Regions from separate parts of the Mus musculus genome. Here region 2 is linked to region 1. A link is a contact called in public Hi-C data. All regions are on one chromosome and are shown on one strand. Each heading gives the region's core, a stretch centred on a gene start, on an enhancer-like site or on the middle of the called end of the contact. The rest is flanking DNA. Distances are from core to core; before and after follow the strand shown. Region 1 holds the start of Rnd1 (Rho family GTPase 1). Region 2 holds the start of Eif4b (eukaryotic translation initiation factor 4B).

What was found. A called contact is a pair of places that touch in the nucleus more often than the background predicts.
Region 2: a contact with region 1 is called in a Hi-C map of B cells, with 5 read pairs. The contact joins the promoter of Eif4b here to the promoter of Rnd1 in region 1. A contact is called at or near these places in 2 of 39 promoter capture datasets (frontonasal cranial neural crest and pre-B cells) and 1 of 484 Hi-C or Micro-C datasets (B cells).

Annotation. Positions count from the first base shown.
Region 1 is chr15:98,675,810-98,679,497 of GRCm38.p6, reverse strand. It overlaps Rnd1 (Rho family GTPase 1), which reads left to right and starts at 2,037. Exons shown (of 5, transcript NM_172612.3): 1 at 2,037-2,268; 2 at 2,924-3,011. The coding sequence starts at 2,149.
Region 2 is chr15:102,072,081-102,075,768 of GRCm38.p6, reverse strand. Eif4b (eukaryotic translation initiation factor 4B) reads right to left here and starts at 1,996. Exons shown (of 15, transcript NM_145625.3): 1 at 1,806-1,996. The coding sequence starts at 1,818.

The DNA of each region.
Region 1 (3,688 bases), core at 788-3,287:
CAGCTTCTAATCTGCCTTCTTATATTTTCATTTCTATTACAGCATATTCTCTCTCTCTCTCTCTCTCTCTCTCTCTCTCTCTCTCTCTCTCTCTCTCTCTCCCTGTGTGTGTGTGTGTGTGTAAGGCTGGGAGAGAAGAACATGGAGGGAATGCTGAACCCTTTCATGTTGTTCTTGGAGGAAACCTGATTCAGGGTTAAGAGAACACAAGGAACCCTATAGACACTTGTAGACCTGTGTTAGGTGAGCCAGAGGGTCGGGGTGGGCAGATCCCGAGGGCGGTCAAGCTGAGGGAAAGGACTCCATCCAGGTTGAGACAGACAAGTCTTCCAGCTGTTCTAGAACTCTTCCAAATCACACTTAGCTCAGGGAAGCCACCAGGACGGTGGGAAAGGACAAAGGGGAAGAATTCCAGAGATTGTCATTTATGTGAAGGCTGAGGTGTCGGGAAAGATGAGGTGAAGAAACTCCTGGAGAGCCTCGAGGAGGGAATAATCACTCAAGGAAACGCTGGATAGTCCACTGGTTCCCTCAGTGACTCCATTCCTGGAAGTAATGGGTGGATGGATGGAGGGGATCCCTGCCCAGCCTGTGAGCCTACAGAGAAGCTGGGAACCATAAGAGTAGACTAGAGGGAGACTGGCTGGACTACATTTCCCAGATAACGTCCATTCTCCGTTATAGTGGGCCTGGCTGTCTTACTAGATCTGTCCATAGGGCCTGTGAAGCCTTTGAAAGGTGCTTATTAATTTCAGGGAAAATGGTCTTGGGTGGGTGGCAATGACTGGCTTATGAGCAAAGCTTGGGGTTGTTCGAGAAGGGACCTCAAGACAACCGTGAGCCAGGGCTGGTGTTCTCTGTCTGAATTTCAGGCCTGAGGCCTGAGGCAAGAAGATGGGCTATATACGGCAAGTTCCAGTGTGATGTTCTCTAAAAAAAATAAAATAAAATAAAATAAAATGAAAGAAAGAAACCAAACCAACAGAACAGGGTAAGGGGAACCCTAGGTTGTTCTCAAGTTTGCCCTAAACTGCCCCTCCCCCAATTCTCTGGAGGCCTCACGGGACTTCCTTGGTGGCCAGTGGCTTATATGAGCTGTGTACTTCCATAGCTCTGTCTAGTAGAGGGGTCTGCAGAAGCCGTGGAGGCTTGCAGGCTAGGGCCAGTCGGCGGCAGTTTGTAGTTTATCTCAGTCTACAATGATTGGTTTTCAATTTCTAATCCCTGAGGCCCAGCCCTGGCATCCAGGCTGGACTCTCACTAGGTGACACTATCAGTGCGTCAGAATCCGTGGCTATCAGCCTGGAACTAGACCTGCCCTGGATTCATCTCGGACACTGAAGCCAGGCCACAGAACAAAACACCTTCACTCTTGCTTGCCAGGCCTGGCATGAGCTGGCTCCTGGCTGGCAGAAAGCAGCTTGTTTGGTCTTTCTCTCTCCTGTTCCTACTTGAAAGACGCCCTCCTTTGTTTTCTTTGCCTATCTCTGGGTCAAGTTATTTTTTGTTTGTCTTGTTTTGTTTTCTTGGTTTGTTTTGGGGAAGGCGATTCCTGAGGAAGGGAGTCGGGCTGTAAAAGAGGGGCAGCAGAGACTTCTATTAGGAGATCCCAGAAGTGGAACCAGTGTGAATAGGAACTATATAAAATTAAGGAGTCACCCTCTCCCCCGAGAGATGCCACCCACCTGTCCATAGTTTAGGCAGGTCCTGCTGTCTTCCTGGGACAGACAGCCTGATTCTATAGCTCTTTGTGGGTCTTGACACTAACTCATAGACACTCAGAGATCACTAAGTTTTACTTCCAGTCCCCTCCTGACCTCCTAACAGCAACACAAAAAGCGTGGGAATCCCCTTCCAAGAGGAAGCCACCGTGCAGCTTTAACAGAAAGGGAAGGGAGGAAGAGGGCGCTGACTCGGAGTCTCCTACTATTGGCTGCAGCAGGGGATCCCACCTTAGGGATTGGCCTGGACAGAGTCCGCCTCCTCTTGTGATTGGATCAGTCTGAGACTTATAGCGGAGCCTTACGAGCCTCCGCCTCAGTCGGAGGCAGGCAGGCAGGGAACCCGCGCTAGTGTGCTAGTGCGGACACTTGAGGCGCGACCTCCTCCTCCCTGAACCCGAGTCCACGTCCCTCCGAGGCTGCAGCCATGAAGGAGAGACGGGCACCGCAGCCAGTGGTGGTCAGGTGTAAGCTCGTCCTGGTGGGAGACGTGCAGTGTGGGAAGACGGCGATGTTACAGGTGCTAGCGAAAGACTGCTATCCCGAGGTGAGCTTCCCTGCCGTCCCGGGGTCGATCCCCCACCTGTCCGGGACAGCGCTCTCCACCACCCGCAGGCCGCCCCACCCTGCCTTGCCTTCTGGCTGGAGGACTGCCCTGTCTTGCTTCCCTAGAGACCTGACCCACTTCTGCCGCCCGGTCGGCTCCTCCTCACCTCTTTACCCATCATATCCCCTCCCACTTGCCTTCATCCCTGAGACCTGGAGGCTCCCGAGAGCTTGGGCTTCATTCTTGACGCAGTACCTGCCTGCCCCTCCTATAAGGCTCTGTGAGGGTGCCCTCCCCAACCCCCCCCCCCCCCCCCGCGCAGGCTTCTGCTGTTTTGCCTGTTCACCTGTGCCAAAGGACTAGAGGGCAGAAGACAGAGGTTAAAACTGGCTTGTGGCTCTGAAAAATGGGACACACATTTAGAGATGTGAGGAAAATGCGAATGTATGTGTCTCAGACTAGCTAGGATGTAGGGGGTTTGTCCCAGGCTGGGGAGCGAAGGCCAATACCTCTACAGTCCCCAATGGCTCCCCCTCCTCTGGCTTCTCGCCATCTGACACTTTGGTGTTTCTCGGCGCATGTGTAGCCAACGCTTGGTGTGGGGTTCTGAGGGCATGCTGCTGCCGGGGTGTGAGTGTTTCCTGTCTCCTCGCAGACCTATGTGCCTACCGTGTTTGAGAATTACACAGCCTGTTTGGAGACAGAGGAACAGAGAGTGGAGCTTAGTCTCTGGGACACCTCAGGTAAGAGTGTACCCCCAAATGCCCCATCCTACCACCATTGGCTAGCCGCAGTTGCTGCTTTTTTAAGGGGGGGGGGGCTGGGAATCCACCTTTGAAGATAGGTGCTTGCCAGGAAAGCGAAGGAAAGAATGTAAAAAATTCTTTGGTTGGGGCTTTGATGATTTTAGAGGATCCTGGAAGGCAGTGAACAAGCCTGGGTGCCACTTGGGTCTCTGGTCTAGTTCACCTCTGGATGGTGAGGTGAAGGGAGCCCTGAGAACTCCCCGGGAGTACCAGACGTCTCCTCTGTCTCTGTCTCTCTCCTCTCCCTTCCTCTCCCTCCTCTCTCCCTCTCTCTCTAGTTCTCCAGAGCAAAGTTAAATGAGGTAGGAGGGTGCTGCTGGAGGCAGCTGTGGCGGGGCAGAGAGCCACCCTCCCGCCCCGCCGGCTTTGGAGGGAATATCACTCTCCTGCATCTCAAGCCGAAGCTGTCTGCTTGCCGCAACTCAGAGGCTGCGGCTTAGAGACGATGATGAAGCGATGCATCATCGATGCTTTTTTTTGGGGGGGGGGCAGTAAATGTAGGGCATGTCCACACTGGGTTAGTGTCCAGTTGAGCACATGGGGGTCTAGTTCTTATCATTTCTCCCTGGGCTGGGGTGAGTTGGAGATGCCCTGTCTATCTTTTGGAAATGTAG
Region 2 (3,688 bases), core at 747-3,246, 3.4 Mb before region 1:
GACACTAAACTTTAAGCCAAGGAGTATTTTTCACTGATTAAAATACGTTTTTGTAATTTGTAGACGATCCTTTTAGCCATCAATTCCAACTTCGTTCTTGTACTTACAATCTTAATGAGCCCAGCTAGGAACCTGGTGTTTCCAGGACTGTGACTCTGTCTGATCTGCTACCTGCAAACAACGTGACCCTCGACAAATCTTTGAGCAATTTTTCCTCAGCTGGAGAAACCACCAGTTCTTTACATGCTCTCACAGGCTTGTTCAATTAAGTGCTCTACTAACAAAAGCTGTTACCCAGGGTTGGGGATTTAGCTTGGAGTGCTTGCCTGGCACGGCCAAAAACTCTGTTCAATGTCCAGCAATGCAGGGGAGGAAAGGAAGTTCTCATGGCCGAAGGCAGTAGATTCAGTGAGAAAGTTTTCCAAAGACAGAACCCGATTTCCTTGTAATATTAGAAAAGATGGACTTCTGGTTAAGACACTGAATGTTGCCAGGCGTGTTGCTAAACACCTTTAATCCCAACAACCCCAAGGCAAGCCTGGTCAGATAGTCAAGAGCTAAATGAGAGACCTTGTCGCACAGTTTAGGCACAGCAATCCAAAAGGTATTTTTAACAGATTATGCTATAAAAAATAAACTAAAACGAAAACTAATGCTGGGTGTCTAAAAGCCCTCTGGTATTCACAGGTCCACTGCAAATGCCAAAAAAACCCAAAAAGCAAAAAACTTGGAAAACAAAACAAAACAAAAAAACAAAACCCGAAACGACCTCCACAAACCTCACTTGCAATGCAGGGAATATACATTCCACCAAACAAACAAACGCACGCAGAACCTCTAGCCACTATTTTAATAGCACCTTCTGGAAGTTTCCCAGTTATCTGGGAAAATGACAAAAGCTGAATCCTGACACTAAAACTACCCAAAAAATGGAAGTTCTATATAATGCAACGCCCCGATTTCCTTCCCCACCTCTGCCTGGCATATAGTGTGCACTCAATAAAAACTGTTGGTTGAATCAAGAGGTGGAAAGAAAAAGGCACAGGAGAAATCTAGGTGTCTATCCCTACAGCACCTAACACGTGGGAGCACCCTGGGTTCCCTACCCCCAACTATAGTGGGGCCAAACCTAATATGCGTTCGCTTGGGAGTACAGCGGCCGTGCCACGCTCCCAAACCGACTAAAGCTTAAAGTACAAGGTCATAAACGAGCAAAAGCCAGGTCCATCCAGGCTTCCCATCTGGAGTCCAGCAGCGCGTGTTTCTGAGGCGCGCCTTCTCCACCACCTCGCCTCGTCGCCCGTGCCGCGCACGCGCACCGCTGCTTTCATCGGCCCCTCCACAGCCTCGCGCTCGCGTTCTAACTGCACCCCCCCGCCCCCACGAGGGTCCGCAACGGCCTCGCGCCTTGGAGACCCGGCCCAATGTGTTCCGGTCCGCGCGCCAACCGCCTCCTTCCTCCACCCGCGCCTTGGCGCGGGCGCGGTGCTTCACGCCTTTGAGAGCCTCGCGCCTCCCGCACGTCTCTCTGTGCTGCCTCCTCCAATTGAAGGCAGGGTCCACCATTTCTGCCTACTCCAACCTCGCGCAACGGGGTGAAAAGGGTGTGAGGGGGAGGGGAAGGCCTTCCCCTCCCCCTAGACATCCCGAGGCGGTAACCTCAAGCGGCCATGCCGCTAGCCTGCCGCTGCCCCCAGGTCCGAAAGGAGCCGGTGCCTCCTGCCCCCGACCTCCAGCAAGGAGCGGACCAAGCCCGGAGGCTGTTTCCGAGCCTGGTCTTTGGCCACGCTCGGCCGCTCACTCACCTGAGGCCGCCATGTTGGGAGAGGGAGAGAGAACGCAAAGGACCCGGATGAGGCAGTCACGTGATTATAGCGGGCGCGACGGGCTTGGAGACGTGAAACCAGGAGGGGGCGGGGAGCCGAGGACGGAGGCAGAAGGCGGGGCGCCGCCGCCGCGCTGGGTTCGTAAAGCAGCGCGAGGGGGTGGCGCGGCGTCCGACGGGAAGACCTGCGCGACATGTGGCCGAAGGGGTGGAGTCTGAGCTGTCGCGAAACCCTTCGCTTTACGTCGGGCCCGGCGCGGCCGTCCGGTCCGATCTGCGCCCGGGGCGGAGTCTCCTGGCGCACAGACTTGTGGGTGCTGGATCGGCGCGAAGGGCGGGGTCGCACTTGCTGATTCTATGGAACAGAGTGGACTTGGAATCTAGAATGGGTGTGCCACAATTGATTTTTTCCGAAGGGAAGATTCTGAGTTTCTTTTTAAATCACTTTTTGTAAAGACAAAGAAAATATAATGTTCCGTAGAATGGTTTCAATTAAGAAGGTAACATTTGAACCATGGGCTTTTGCCTCATTTAACCCTCCAATGGACTGACAAGGGCCAGCACCGAGTGGCTAGCCACATTTCTTACAGCGAATGCTTCATTTTTTTTAAAAATATATATTTCAAAAAGTGAAACTATTGAACACCAGCCACGTGCCAGGCACTGTTTAACAGACATTTGTGGATATAAAAAGGGATTAAAACTACCTTGAATAAAATACTACAAATGATAAACATTACAGGTAAGTAGGCTAATAGAGTAAAAGGCAGTTGGGTACAACTCCAGATGGCCTGCCCCTCTACAAGAACAGGGAACATTCTTAGCCACTGAGCCACAATTCCAGCTCCTAAAATTTTTTTATGACCCTAAAACATACAAACCATAAAACAAACAAAAAACAAACAAATAAAAACAGGGGTTGGAGAGATGGCTCAGCGGTTAAGAGCACTGACTACTCTTCCAGAATTCCTAGCACCCACATGGCAGCTCACAACTCTAACTCCAGTTCCAAAGGATCTGACACCCTCATATAGACATACATGCAGCAAAACAGCAATGCACATAAAATAAAAATAAATATACTTTAAAAAATGATTTGCAGAAACAGGCATGGTGGCACATACCCTTAATTAATTTATTTACTTATATTTAATTTGGTGTTTTGAAACAGGGTCTCTCTACATAGCACTGGCTGTCCTGGAACTCATTATGTAGACCAGGCAAGACTTTAAATTCAGAGAGCCACCTATCTCTGCCTCCTGAATGCTGGGATTAACAGTATTCATTACCATGCCCAGCTGGCACACATCTCTAATTCCTACAGTTGGAAGGCAGACAAAGGCAAATCTCTATGTATAGAGAGTTTGAGGCTAATTTGGTCTACATATCCAGTTCCAAGTCAGCCAAGGCTACATACACACAGACCCTGTCTCAAAACAAAACTAAACAAAACAAAATAACCCCTAAACCAGCCAACCAAACAAAAACAAAACAAGAAGACAGAAATACTTTTCTTAGCTCAGTATGGAGCACCACATACAAAAGTGGTAATCACCGTGCTTGGTAGATTGAGATAGAAAGATCAGTGGAAGGCAAGCTTTGACTACAGAACAAGTGAAGATCAGACTGGGCTACAAAGAGACAACGAGATCATTTGTCAAGGTTTGATAGCCGTACCTACCCAGTCCCTCTCCTTTAATTTGCTATTGCTTTTCCCCAATGGTTTTCAGCCTGACCACTGTATTAACTTCCTAGCTGGGTTTCTTGCCTGAAGGCTTTGTCTACTGCAATGCATGCAGAATATGGCTGCCACACGTCTTCCTGGAGGAGAGATCTGAACAGTTGCTGAGAAACATGGCCACA